2 separate regions of the Anser cygnoides genome follow, and region 2 is linked to region 1. Evidence: chromatin contacts called from public Hi-C data. All regions are on one chromosome and are shown on one strand. Each heading gives the region's core, a stretch centred on a gene start, on an enhancer-like site or on the middle of the called end of the contact. The rest is flanking DNA. Distances are from core to core; before and after follow the strand shown.

The links. A called contact is a pair of places that touch in the nucleus more often than the background predicts.
Region 2: a Hi-C map of liver shows a contact between it and region 1, with 2.8 times the contacts expected there. The contact joins the promoter of NBR1 here to the enhancer-like site in region 1. A contact is called at or near these places in 2 of 7 Hi-C or Micro-C datasets (both in liver).

The regions. Positions count from the first base shown.
Region 1 is chr22:6,575,829-6,579,035 of Taihu_goose_T2T_genome, forward strand. ETV4 (ETS variant transcription factor 4) reads left to right here. Exons shown (of 13, transcript XM_066981805.1): 13 at 1-140. Among named protein-coding and RNA genes, the nearest start is that of ETV4, 19 kb to the left of the region's middle. Within about 2 kb of position 1,468, at least 2 of the 3 cell types and tissues checked have open chromatin away from gene starts, as enhancers often do. A contact at or near this core is called in liver, where this site is marked.
Region 2 is chr22:6,623,702-6,626,908 of Taihu_goose_T2T_genome, forward strand. NBR1 (NBR1 autophagy cargo receptor) reads right to left here and starts at 1,710. Exons shown (of 21, transcript XM_013200897.3): 1 at 1,407-1,710. The coding sequence starts at 1,508. It overlaps BRCA1 (BRCA1 DNA repair associated), which reads left to right and starts at 1,867. Exons shown (of 23, transcript XM_013200906.3): 1 at 1,867-2,105; 2 at 2,594-2,692. The coding sequence starts at 2,053.

The DNA.
Region 1 (3,207 bases), core at 218-2,717:
CTCCTGCCTTGCCCTGCTCCCACCAGGTGCCTCTGGTGTCCCAGAAGCGAGGGGGAAAGGAACCCTGCCATTGGTATAATCTGCCTTTACTATTTATGAGTGTAAAAATACTATAATTAATAAATTGGTCTATGTCTTTGGCCAGCGGCCCTTCATTCAGCCCCTGGCTGGTCCTCTCTTCCCCTCCGCGCTGGGTTTGCCCAGCTTGCAGCCCTGGGCACCTAAGCGAGAGTATAGGGAAGGGGGCTCGCTTCTGGATTTTGGTGGTGGTCCAGAAACAAACGCTTCCCTCCCTGGATATCCTCCCAGGATTAACTCCATCCTAGCTGAAACTGGGACACAGGCAGTCACACTCGCAACCCAGCCTCAATGCTCCCCCTAGCACCCAACCTCTGGCTGCAGCGAGCGCTGCCCACGCTCCCGTCCTGACCACGCACCAGCCACTGAGATGAGCTCCGTGGTTTTAATTAAAGCAATTTCTCCTTGCACCTCGTCTCTGTCTTGAGCACACGGTTATACAGGCGTGGAGGGGCCCTGTCCTGCTGCATCTGCCTCCTTCCTCAAGGCAGGCAGATGTTTCCGAGGGAAGCGTTCATGGTAATGAAAAGCTAAACTGTAGGTGTGGGATGGACCCTGCCGTGTTACTCTTATTTTCCAACAAATGCAGCTGGTAGCTTGCTTTGGTTTGATAGCTCCTTCTGCAGGATTCCCAAAGCGTTTTGTGTTTGTTGGCTGCTATTCTTCGGGCTACCCTCTCACCCTGCCAACCTTCCTTCCAGAAAGGGAATTCGGGGGGCTGATCCCCCTCCGCCTGAAATTGGAGCCCCACGTTTCGCTCGGATTTGTCGAGTCAGTGCTCAGATCGATACCGCGCGGAGCAGTTCTGGGAATCGGCGAGATCAGGTTCTCAGAACTGAAGGGCGGTGACCTCCGAAGGGCAGAGATTTATAACAGCAGCTCGGAGAGCAGGGAGCCTCTGAACGCACCCTGCTCCCCGTTCAGCACGACAGGAGAGGCTGCTGCTGCGGGAAAGGTCCTGGGGATGACAGCCGAGTGTCACCAGGTCGTGTGCTGCTCCTGGAAGTGCCGGCCCCGTCCCACCACATGGGATTTTTTAGCATCGCCCCCCCAGTTATTCATATTCACGTGCCAAAGTTGCTAAAACTTCTGCAGGCGGCAGTGCTGCCCTTCCCTGCGCCGCATGCGTTTGGCACATCGGTGGGGAGAGGCGCACGTGGCGGTGCCAGCACAGCACGGACGTCCGTGTCCCTTCCCCACAGAAACTCACAGCACAGCTTTGCCCCACATCAGACAGGTGGGAGAGGTGAGAAAGACAGCACTCGTCACAGAAAACCCTCTAACGATGGGGTTCTGCTCCTAACAACACTGACACTTGGATGCAAATATACCGAATATTCTCACACTTTTTGCTATAGTTCACTGATCATATTCAAGATTTCCCTGAGTGGCTTATTTCTCTCTGATGCTTTGGGACCAGCTGGAAATAAATCCTCAGCGGGCCTTTCTTTCTAATGTCATTTTTTTTCTAGCTTTATTTTTTCCCCCCCTCCTCCCAGCGTGCTTGCTGTTGTAACCGCGGCCTTGCTGTTACTCCGCCGATAGCCACAGCCCAGAGCCCAGCAGGACGAACCATAAATCCCTTACCCAGGGCGCGATGCAAAGTTCCTTTCTGGCCATGGTAAATAATTAACATGTAACATTACAGCATGTCCCAGATGTACGCTCAGCGTGTGCTGTCTAGGGCAAAGGAATTAGCCCTAACAGGTTGCAAGCAGAGCTGAATCATCTTGAGAACCGCATCAACAGGATTTTCTGAGGCAATTTGTTGAGGCTGACCCAGGAAATATTTCTATTGACAGCCTTCATGCCCTGAAATAAGTACGAGTGGTGATAATTAAGGGCAAGGGCAGCAGCAATTCTCCCCTTACGGGCTGAGCACTGACCAGGAAGGCAATAGAGTCAGCTGAAAGTGTTTTATGCAGAAAAAGCTGAAGGCAGAGCCAGCTGCAGCAGATATTCTTTTGCTGCTTTGGTGCCGGTCCTGTCCCCCAGCACGGAGCATCGAGCACCGCGCTGGACAGACGCATTTCACACCATTACACCAGCCACGGAAAAGCACAGATAACTCCAGGGGCAATAACACCAGGACATTTGACTCCTTGTAATGTTTTATGGACGTATAACACTCCTGAAAAAGACATTGGCATTAGTTTTGCCAATATGCTCGAGAGATTCGCTCTGATAAATGAATCGGCCCTAATGACACCCATGCACATCTCCCCATCCTCCCCTGCGTTGGAATCACGGTAACGGTGTAATCTGCCACGACGCTGGAGCCCATTTCGCACAATTAATATTGATCCCTCAGCGCCTTGATGGCTGAGAGACCGAGGAGACGAAGCGCCCGCCAGCATGCTAAATGTGGGGGTGGAGGAGAGCGGAGGAACCAGCCTCGACAGGAGGCTGCCCCTCGGTCCTCCCCCCCCAAAATTTGCTGCCCCAGAGCACCGCGTGCTCCTCACTTGGGGAAAAAATCCCCTTCATCCCCTGCTCCCTGCAGCCAGGGACAGCCACACGCAACCCACTCCTCTCCCAAAAAAAATCCTTAGCAGAGCCCAGCCTCCAGAGCTGCACTCTCCCAAAAGAGAGTGGCTGAACCAAGGGATAGCCACGCACCTCGGGGGGATCGCCGCTTGCTCTGCTCGGGGGATTAATCACTGTTCTCTTGGCCCTCCTGGAAATAGGGGCAGGTAGCAGGTGAGAAAGCAAAGCAGCAGGAAGGGAGGGACCACGGGGGAGCTCGTTAGCTGCAGTAGCTAATGGCACCCGACGTGCCTCGGAGGTTGGCCTCTGTGCTGCTGCCTGGTGCCACCTGTTTCCATTTCCCTCCGTTAGCTTCGTGCCTGCTTCGGAGGCAGTGCCACTGCTGCCCGTTTTGCTTTGATTCTGTAGGACAGACGGACAGACAGACCGATTCCCCTCAGCCAGGGTTACCCAGGCACGTCCCACTGGCTGACGTGGCACCTACTGAACTGATTTCTATCTACTTGAAGATTTTGACATAGTTAAAAAAAAAAAATTAAATCCCAGTACAAACGAATTAAAAATCTCGAGTTATTAAAGGGAAAAATGGTTATAAAACAGCCCGGCAGATACAGCGTTTTCAGCCCATTTGCAAGAACATGT
Region 2 (3,207 bases), core at 460-2,959, 48 kb after region 1:
GAAGCAGCAATCCGCACAGCACAGTGCAGACAGCCAGCAGTACGTCCTGGGTTAAGGAAGCAACGTTAAGAGAGGTCCACACGTGGAACAAGCCCACCTTCGCTCCGAGCGCTTAAGAGCGACACCGCGCCCACACTGCAACCTGCTTCCAGCCTTGATACAAGCAGGACTCTGACCCGTTCAGGCGTTCCTGCAGGGGCTATGTGCTACCAGCTGTTCTAAGGCTGACCTAGCACCTCTTCTACGAGACTCAAACAGAAGGAGGACAGCAGCTGACCTTCTACAAGACTCAAATACAAGGAGGAAAGCAAATGATGCAGCTCACGCTTTTAATTTGAGGCAGTGACCATGCAAGAACCTTCCACAAGGTAGGCTATATTACCCATTTTTTTGGCTCTCTCTTAAGATACAACTTTTAGAACAACACAGAACAACCAGAAGAGCTACTAGAAAATTAAATCAACTTGATTAAAAGTTAAATCAACTTGATTAAATTCATCACTGCTGCTTCATCCTAACTCTGGGAATTCTAACTGCACAACATAAACCACATCCAACAAAAGTGTCTTCACTAAATAGCACTGGAAAAGCTAGACACAATCTCCTCGGTATGTCAAGTATCTGATACGCACATCTTCACAAACACCTGCCTAGGTATGCAAGGCCTGCTGGCAAGAACAGTTATAGCCACACGGGTACAAAAGGCACCAGGAAACTAAAAGCATGCATTAGCGACTAGACATCCCAGAGGATTAAAAAAAAAAAAAAAAAAAAGAGAGAAGAGAGAGAGAAAGAGAGAAATCCTCTGTAAGTAACAGAGAAGGGCTAAAGTTGCGCCGGGGAGGTTTAGGTAGGATATTAGGAAGAACTTCTTTACTGAAAGGGTTGTTAGGCATTGGAACAGGCTGCCCAGGGAAGTGGTTCAGTCACCATCCCTGGAGATCTTTAAAAGACGTTTAGATGTAGAGCTTAGTGATATGGTTTAGTGGAGGACTTGGTAGTGTTAGATCAGAGGCTGGACTGGGTGATCTTGGAGGTCTCTTCCAACCTAGATGATTCTGTTATCCAACCACATCTACTCAAATGGGCAAAAGAATGGGAAAGCAAAAAAAAAATGGGTAAGCAAAACCGAGCATCGCCAACTGGAATAGAGCAGAGCGCACAGCTCAGGCTGCCTGCCCCCACCCAAAACCAAACCAAACCAAACCAAACACCAACCCCACAACCAACCCATCAGAAACGTTCTCCAGAACAGGCTTTTCACCCCACTCCAAACATAAAACGATCCCAAAAGGCTCCAACACCCCCCGAGGCGGCAGAACCGCAAAGCACTCCGCACAGCAACACCCCCCCACCCCCTTTAACCCCCAGGCGCCGGACAAGAAGGAGCCGGGCCCCAGACTCACCATGGCCTCCACGTCGGCCCACGTCGTGTGCGCCGAGTCGGAGACGAGGAAGCTCTGGGTCTCCCCGCGGCAGCTGACGCGGAGGTTCACCTGCGGCTCCATGGCCCGCTCCTCGCGGCGAGAGGCCCCGGGAGACCCCTCAAGAGGGCCCGGGGAGGCCCCTCAGACAGCCGCTGGCCCAGCCGAGAAAGGCCCAGGAGCCAGAGCCCCTCAGCTCCGCCACCTCAACCCCCGCCACCCCCCTCAGCTCGCCCCCGGCCCGGCCGAGCCGAGCCCTGCCGCCCCTCAGCGCCCTGCCGGCCCTAACATGGCGGACAGACCCCAGCCAGCCCCCCCCGCCCTCCGCTCGATGCTATTGGTCGCCCGCCCTGTCGCTCAGCCGTCCCGCCACGCTGGTTGGTCGGGAGGCGGGGCCGCGCGCGGTGGAAGCACAACAATAACACAGCCCGGGGAAGCCGGAAGCGGGAGGACGGGCGGCGAGCCAACGGCCGCGCACTTCCGGTGCTCCCACAATGCAGCGTGCCGCACGGGCGCAACTCCCGTTGAGGAGCCGGAGGTCACGAGGGAACATCACAGCCAATCAGACACCTCGTTCCCCGCCGTGGCAACAGAGGGAGGGCCCTTCGCCAAAAAAGCAGCGAATAAGATGGCGTTTCTCGGACCGCGTGACGCAGTCGGCGAGTGCGATTGGCTGTTCGGGTGTGTTGTTTTTCTGGCTGGCGGAAAGGGCGCGAAATGCGACAGGGCAGCGGTGGGCGGGTGAGGAGCAGGGGGGAGCGGTGCGGCCTCCGGGCGGCTTCCTCCTCCCGGCCTCCTCCCGGCCTCCTCCCGAGCCGCAGCCCTGGGAACGGCCGCGGGGCTCCCCCCTGCGCCCTTCAGGCCGTGCGGCGGGGCCCGGAGCCGTCCCGTGGCGCTTTCGGGTCCTCCTTGGGTGCGGGAGGCTCGGGAAGCCTCGCCCCGGAGCCAGGGGCTGAGGTTCGGGCCCGGGGCTGAATCTTCAGGGCTGAATTTTTGGGGTAGCCCCGCGTAGAGCCGGGGGTTGGGCTCGGTGATCCCTGCGGGTCCCTCCCAGCTCGGGGTATTCCGCGATTCCGTGGCCCTCGTGGCGTGTGGGGGGAAAACGTTATCACAGAGCGGGACGGTCCAGGAACGCAACCGATTATTCGTGTTTTTCTCACTGTTTGCAGGTATTTCGGGCCGCGAAGCATGGACCTGGCCGTGGTTGCCGTTGGAGAGGTGCAGAACGTGCTCTTGGCTATGCAGAAGAACTTGGAGTGCCCTATTTGGTACGGCCGGGGAAGCGCACAACGTTGGGGTTTGGTCTTTATTTCTTCCTCTTCTGGTGAAGCGTTTTGTGAGTGGCGTGGTCATAAGAAAATATAAGGAGTAATGTTTTAAAATGAGTTAACTTTGATGTTATCTAAGAGCAAATGCAAGACAGGAAGTGCATTTTGCTTGTACGTTCTGGCAAGCATTGTTTTTGTGTTGCCACCTCCGTGAGTCGGTGCTCTATCCAATTGAAGTTAAAAAAAAAAAAAAACTTATCCACATAACTTATCTGATTAGAGCATTGTTTGTAAAGCCATGTGGATCTTTGTCACTGAAAGGTAAGTGTGGTTTGTACTTCTGCAATGTAAGCAAATGCAAAAATAGCATAACTTCTGTCTAATGCCTAGATATTTACAATGTCTGATCAGTTGTTAAAGGACTTATTGCTGGTGAACTGTGTTGCAGATTTTTTTTTGTCTATTGTGGCAAATATTTTTAAATCCTTAAGTCTTCCTTATGTGTATTTAACATG